Regions from separate parts of the Gossypium hirsutum genome. Here region 2 is linked to region 1. Evidence: chromatin contacts called from public Hi-C data. All regions are on one chromosome and are shown on one strand. The core of a region is the stretch at or near the end of the contact, and the rest is flanking DNA. Distances in the headings are between cores, read along the strand shown. Region 1 holds the start of LOC121212316 (protein Ycf2-like). Region 2 has its middle 27 kb from the start of LOC121212878.

Region 1 (2,775 bases), core at 37-2,536:
TCATATCTATAAATAAGAATTCTAATCTTACCCAAAGCTTTGTTATATATGATAGTAAATAAAAAAAATTAAAAATTTGTATTTTTTTTATTTCTTCGATATTTTTCATGTTCGTTTTATGATCCATGTCAAGATTTATGGTTACGTCTCTCAACAATGTTGTCGCCAAAATTCAACTATGGATTCTCCTTTGAGAGTACAATTTGTCTTGCAACAACACCCAACATTTGTTAGTACATTGCTTTATCTTTAAAAATATTAAATTTGATTAACTCAAAAAAGAAAGAAGAAAATTTTATTAATTTAATATAAATATTATATTTAATTTTTTATATAATAACCCCATATATAATTTTTTATATAAATAATATATTTCATAATCCAGTATCTTATATATACATAATTCTTATTTTTATATTAATTGCAAACTATTTCCTTCAATTTATTAACTTTTTAATTTATTTGGCCTCCCAATTTTATATAAGTCATTTTAGTACTTCCTTTAATGTTGCATCTTTTTTAGGCCTTAAATATATTTTTTTATCAAATTACCTCAAAATAGAAGAAAAGTTAACATTATTTTTTTACTTTGTTGATGTGACCGTGTATAACACATCAACATTTAATTATTTTTTAAAAATTTAAAAATTCAAAAAGATTATAAAAATTATTTTTAAAAGTTTAAAATTAGTTGGTAAATTAATAAAAAGTAAGTGTTGACTATAATATGTTGTTTGATAAAAATATTTATTATTTTTTAAAACGTATTTATTTATTAATTTTAATCTTATGAATATAATATTTTATATTATTTGGATAAAATTTAAATATAATAATTTGAAAACTTTATTTTATTTTGAAAAGTAATTTATTTCAATTAAAAAATTAGCATAATATTTTCACCATGAACTAAAACGTTGAGAATTTTATCTACTTATCTTATTCACGAAATTTTTTGTTGAGAATTTTATATTAAGTAAAACGTTAAAATGATTATCAAACATATTGAATGTCAAATACACCCTAAATTTTTTTTAAAATAAAACATGTAAAATCATGTGCAACACATATGACATTAGAAATTAGTAACAAATAATCAAATATATTTATTTCAGAAAAAGCTTTGGTGCTGTTTGATAAACTGAAAAATAAGATTGTGTTTGATAAACCATCAAAGATTTTCATTTTATTGAAAATGAAAAATTTTAAATGTTTTTGATAATAAGAAATCATGTAACGAAGGGGATTCTTATTTGTACAAATGGTACTTCGAGCTTGGAACGAGCATGAAGAAATTAACGATACTTCTTTATCTTTTGAGTTGTTCTACCGGATCGATCTCTCAAGACTTTTGGTCTCTACTCGGACCCGATGAAAAAAATGGGATTACTTCTTATGGGTTCGTTGAGAATGATTCTGATCTAGTTCATGGCCTATTAGAAGTAGAAGGTGCTCTGGTGGGATCCTCACGGACAGAAAAAGATTGCGGTTACTTTGATAATGATCGAGTGACATTGCTTCTTCGGTCCAAGCCGGGGAATCCCTTATATATGATGCAAAATGGATCTTGTTCTATTGCTGACCAGAGAAATCTCTATGAAAAATACGAATCAGAGTTTGAAGAAGGGGAAGGAGAAGGAGTACTCGACCCGCAAAAGATAGATGAGGATTTATTCAATCACATAGTTTGGGCTCCTAAGATATGGCGCCCTTGGGGCTTTCAATATTGATTTGTTAAGATTGATTTTATTTTAAAAATAAAGCATCTCTTCCTCTTCTTTTGTTGTTGTTAAAAAGTGAAATATCCAAATTATTATATTTATTTTTATGAAAAATATACAAAATAAAATAAAATATTAATAAGATTAAATTTAAGAGATAAATAATTAAAAAAACCAAGATTAATTTTACTAAATAATAAATTACATTTAATACGCCAATAACCTCTTAGTTTAGTGATAAGGGCATTAAGTTGCGAGGAATGAAAGTTTGTGTTCGATCTCAAGGAATTCCTTTAAACATGATATGATAAAAACATAATATAAAAGGGAACACAATACGTATATAAATATATTACTTTAAAAATGATTACAAATACAGGAAAAAACACAAAATACCTTTAATAGAATAATTTTCCCTTTCAAACACTATAAGAAAAAAGAGAGTAAAAGTTTAATAGAATCTTAATTTTAAGTAGAAAGAAATAAGTTGATTAGGGCCGGATACATATTTATGGGTCAGACAATGTAAGCTTAGTAGATCTCTGGAGCAAACAAGATTATAGATTTTCTTTTCTTCATTATCAAACTTTCAGACATGGACCACATCTTGACACATGTTTTGCACCATTATAAGAGAACACGTACGTCTTGCCATGATTTTAGAGGCATTCATTTTTTTTTTTAAACTTAAGCACGTCTGTCTCTAGAGCTGCAGGCATTCTCTCACTCGACTTGACTGAATTTAGGTATCTAAATCTGAAAATGATTTCAAAATAACTTTTCCATAATTGCATTGATATATGTATACATAGCCAGAGAACCCTGCAACAAAATCATCCTTGATTAGGACAAGTGTCCAACAACATGTTCATATATAATTCAAAAGAAATTGATCACCTTTAGCTACCTTTCTAGACAAAAGATCGAGCTTTTTCGTCTTCCACGGACCGGGAGTGCAAAAAGGAATTGATCACTCGTATAAAGATGCAATAGCATACCATCAAGTAAATTACTTTCTATTCAATCAGATGCAATATCATACCTTGTTCATATA
Region 2 (2,982 bases), core at 168-2,667, 500 kb after region 1:
ATATTTTTATTATGAAACCTTTAAATAAAAAATAAAAAATTGAACTGCCATCTCACCTATATTACATTCAATAAACAATTTTTTTATAAATAAAATTTTCTCTCATGTGATAATCTAGCTTAATTTTAGGTTTAAATAAAAAAAAAACTTTTTTCTTATTAAAAGTTGTATTTCAATCATGATTCCATTACACTTTTTTGACCAACCGCTTGCTCCATTAAAAAATTCTTTTGGACACATAACAAAAATATATTTCTTTTCTCTTCCTTCTCCTTCCTCTCCTCTAGTAAACAAATTTGCCAAGCATGAATTACTCATGAGAATATATTCCAACATTGCCAAGATGAAAGGAATTTTGTTTTTGTTCTTCTTTGAAAAAGTTTAAAACTCTTTTTCTTTAGGGTTGGTCCTGATTTCTCAAGCTTTCATTATTTTGCCATCTTTTACAAGACCAAATAGAGAAAATTTCTACCAACTGACAACAGGAAACATTCAAAGCACAAAGATGCATTGCCAAAATTACCTAGAAATCAAAAATAAAAGCATAAAGTCCTTTTCTTTTTCTTTTTGCTTTTTATTGCTAGCTTTGTAAAATTCTTTTAAAAGAACGGTATCTTAATTTCGATAACTTTACTAACAAAAAAACAAACAAAGAATGAAGGCTACAAGCAATGATAACCAATTAGAAGAACCAATAGGGATTTCCACCCTGAATGAATTTAGATTGATCAAAAACAGATTTAGATAAACGGAAGTAATGGTATTTTTTACCTTCTGTTTGGAGAAGGATCAATGAATCTTATTCTATACTTTCAGAAGTGCAATGGAAAATTGTTTTTAACAAGTTTAGTTTAAGATTTAACAGTTTGTTTGGTTCAATGTAATGGTTATATCATTACGGCACGGTTCAAAATTCTACGATGAAACAGATGATTGAAAGCTCAAAACGTTGAATGATTGATTCCGGGTTTTAGGTTTTTGTTGTTACAAGAGGAATTGATGCTTGAAACTTGGTGGAAGCAATGAAAAGATGGAGGAGAAAAAACATGCTTAGAAATCAAGAGGTGAAGAGCGGCGGAAGAAGGGTTTTCAGAACATCCTCGATTGGTGGTTTCTGGCTTAATTTGAGAACATCTTAGATTGGCAGCTGGCGGTAGATGATGGCCGAAGGTGGTGATGAACTTCAACCTTCAAAGCATGAACCAATCATTAGTGGCTACCAGAGATCAAGCTCTCTCTGTTTTCAACCACCCTTTCTCACAATCTCACTATTTCCTTGTTTCTAATTTAAAAAATGGTTCCTTTCTATCTCCCATCAATACCCACACTTTGTTTACCACTCCTAAGCGATTCCAAGCCATCATTGGTTGTTTAGGTGAGGGGAATACACCTGCAAAGACACTTAGACAGATTCTGGGATCGCCTGGTGCTCACCAAGGCCTTGCTTGTTTTGATGGTCTCAGTGCTAAGCTTGTTGAAAGAGCTGGCTTTCAGTATTGTTTCGCCAGTGGTACCTTCTCTTTCCTTCGCTTTCTTTTCCATTTCTTTTTCATTGATTTAGGAATTTCAAGATGTGGGTTTTCTTCAGTTGGACTTGTTGGATCTAAAAGCTTCAATTTTTCTGTTTGTTTGTGATTTGCGTTTCTTCTAATTTTGATGGTTCATGCAAGTTTTGCTTTGAGTTGATAATCCCAAGACTTGTTCTTTGTTTTGAGTTTCTATGGTCGAAGGGTTCTTTAAAATTGGATTCCCCCCCCCCCGGTTAATCTGTTCTTGTTGTTCCATTACAATTTTCTAAGTGATAAATGCAATCTTCTGTGAATTTGTCAGTATTTAGTATTAACTGAGCCATTTCATTGATGTTGATTGTTTCTTCATCCAAGGCATTTTGTTTTACTTATGAATCCAGATATTAGTTTCATTGGACTTAGTTTGAGGACCATATATGAATTCGTAAGGTTTTTTACTGTCAAAAGTTTGTGATTACTACAGTTTTGGTCTTTCTGTTCTTCCTACATGTTGCTTTTTCATTTTACAACACTATTATTTTGATTATTTGAATTTATCCCTTACATAAGTTTGATGCATTTCCAGTATCAAAATCTGAAATGTATGAGTCAAACGATTTTCGCTATCCCATTGCTGAATTGTTTTGAGATGGTATGCGTATTAACATCCTTTGTTGCCATCATTAGGATTTTCCATTTCTGCCGCTCGCCTGGGATTACCGGAGACGGGATTTATTTCTTATGGAGAAATGGTGGATCAGGGGCAACAAATTACTCGGGCTGTATCGATTCCTGTCATCGGAGATGGTGACAATGGATAAGGAAATGCAATGAATGTGAAGAGACCTGTTAAATGATATATAAGAGCAGGCTTTGCCGGGATCATTCTCGAAGACCAGGTTTATGTTCTGAAAAAAAAATGTCATCTTTTGAAATATTTTTATTGCTGTATTGACATTACACAAACACTGTACTGCCATAAACAATGTTATGGTATTCTAAGCAGTTTTTTTTTAGTCTTTGAATTGCTTATTTGGTTTTGCTCGTATTTTGGGGGCTCGGGTTTTTATCAAACTTCACTGTTAGGTGTCCCCAAAAGCTTGTGGTCATACACAAGGCCGGAAGGTGGTGTCCGGAGAGGAAACTGTTATAAGAATTAAAGCAGCAGTTGACGCTCGCAAAGAGAGTGGTTCCGATATTGTTATTGTGGCACGAACAGATTCTCGTCAAGCACTGCCTTTAGAGGAGTCCCTCTGGAGATTAAGAGCTTTTGCTGATGCCGGAGCAGATGTCCTTTTTATTGATGCACTAGCCTCTAAAGAAGAGAGCAAAGAACGGGCAATTCGGCAGAGCAAGAAATAGCAACATTATTCTTTTATACAATTTTGCCCATGATTTCGTATTATTTCCAATCTTTATTTCAGTCTTGTTCATAGTTCTTTTCTGATTCTCTCCATCAATTCCCAGAAAATAA

The links. Hi-C and Micro-C count contacts between places; a contact is called where the count stands out from the background.
Region 2: a Hi-C map of seedling shows a contact between it and region 1, with 2.6 times the contacts expected there. The contact joins the enhancer-like site here to the promoter of LOC121212316 in region 1. A contact is called at or near these places in 6 of 34 Hi-C or Micro-C datasets (callus, hypocotyl, leaf and 1 more).

Annotation. Positions count from the first base shown.
Region 1 is chrA13:78,013,035-78,015,809 of Gossypium_hirsutum_v2.1, forward strand. LOC121212316 (protein Ycf2-like) reads left to right here and starts at 1,287. Exons shown (of 1, transcript XM_041084779.1): 1 at 1,287-1,730. The coding sequence starts at 1,287. The coding sequence ends at 1,730.
Region 2 is chrA13:78,511,089-78,514,070 of Gossypium_hirsutum_v2.1, forward strand. It overlaps the pseudogene LOC107893610. Among protein-coding and RNA genes, the nearest start is that of LOC121212878, 27 kb to the left of the region's middle. Within about 2 kb of position 1,418, at least 5 of the 9 cell types and tissues checked have an H3K27ac peak or open chromatin away from gene starts, as enhancers often do.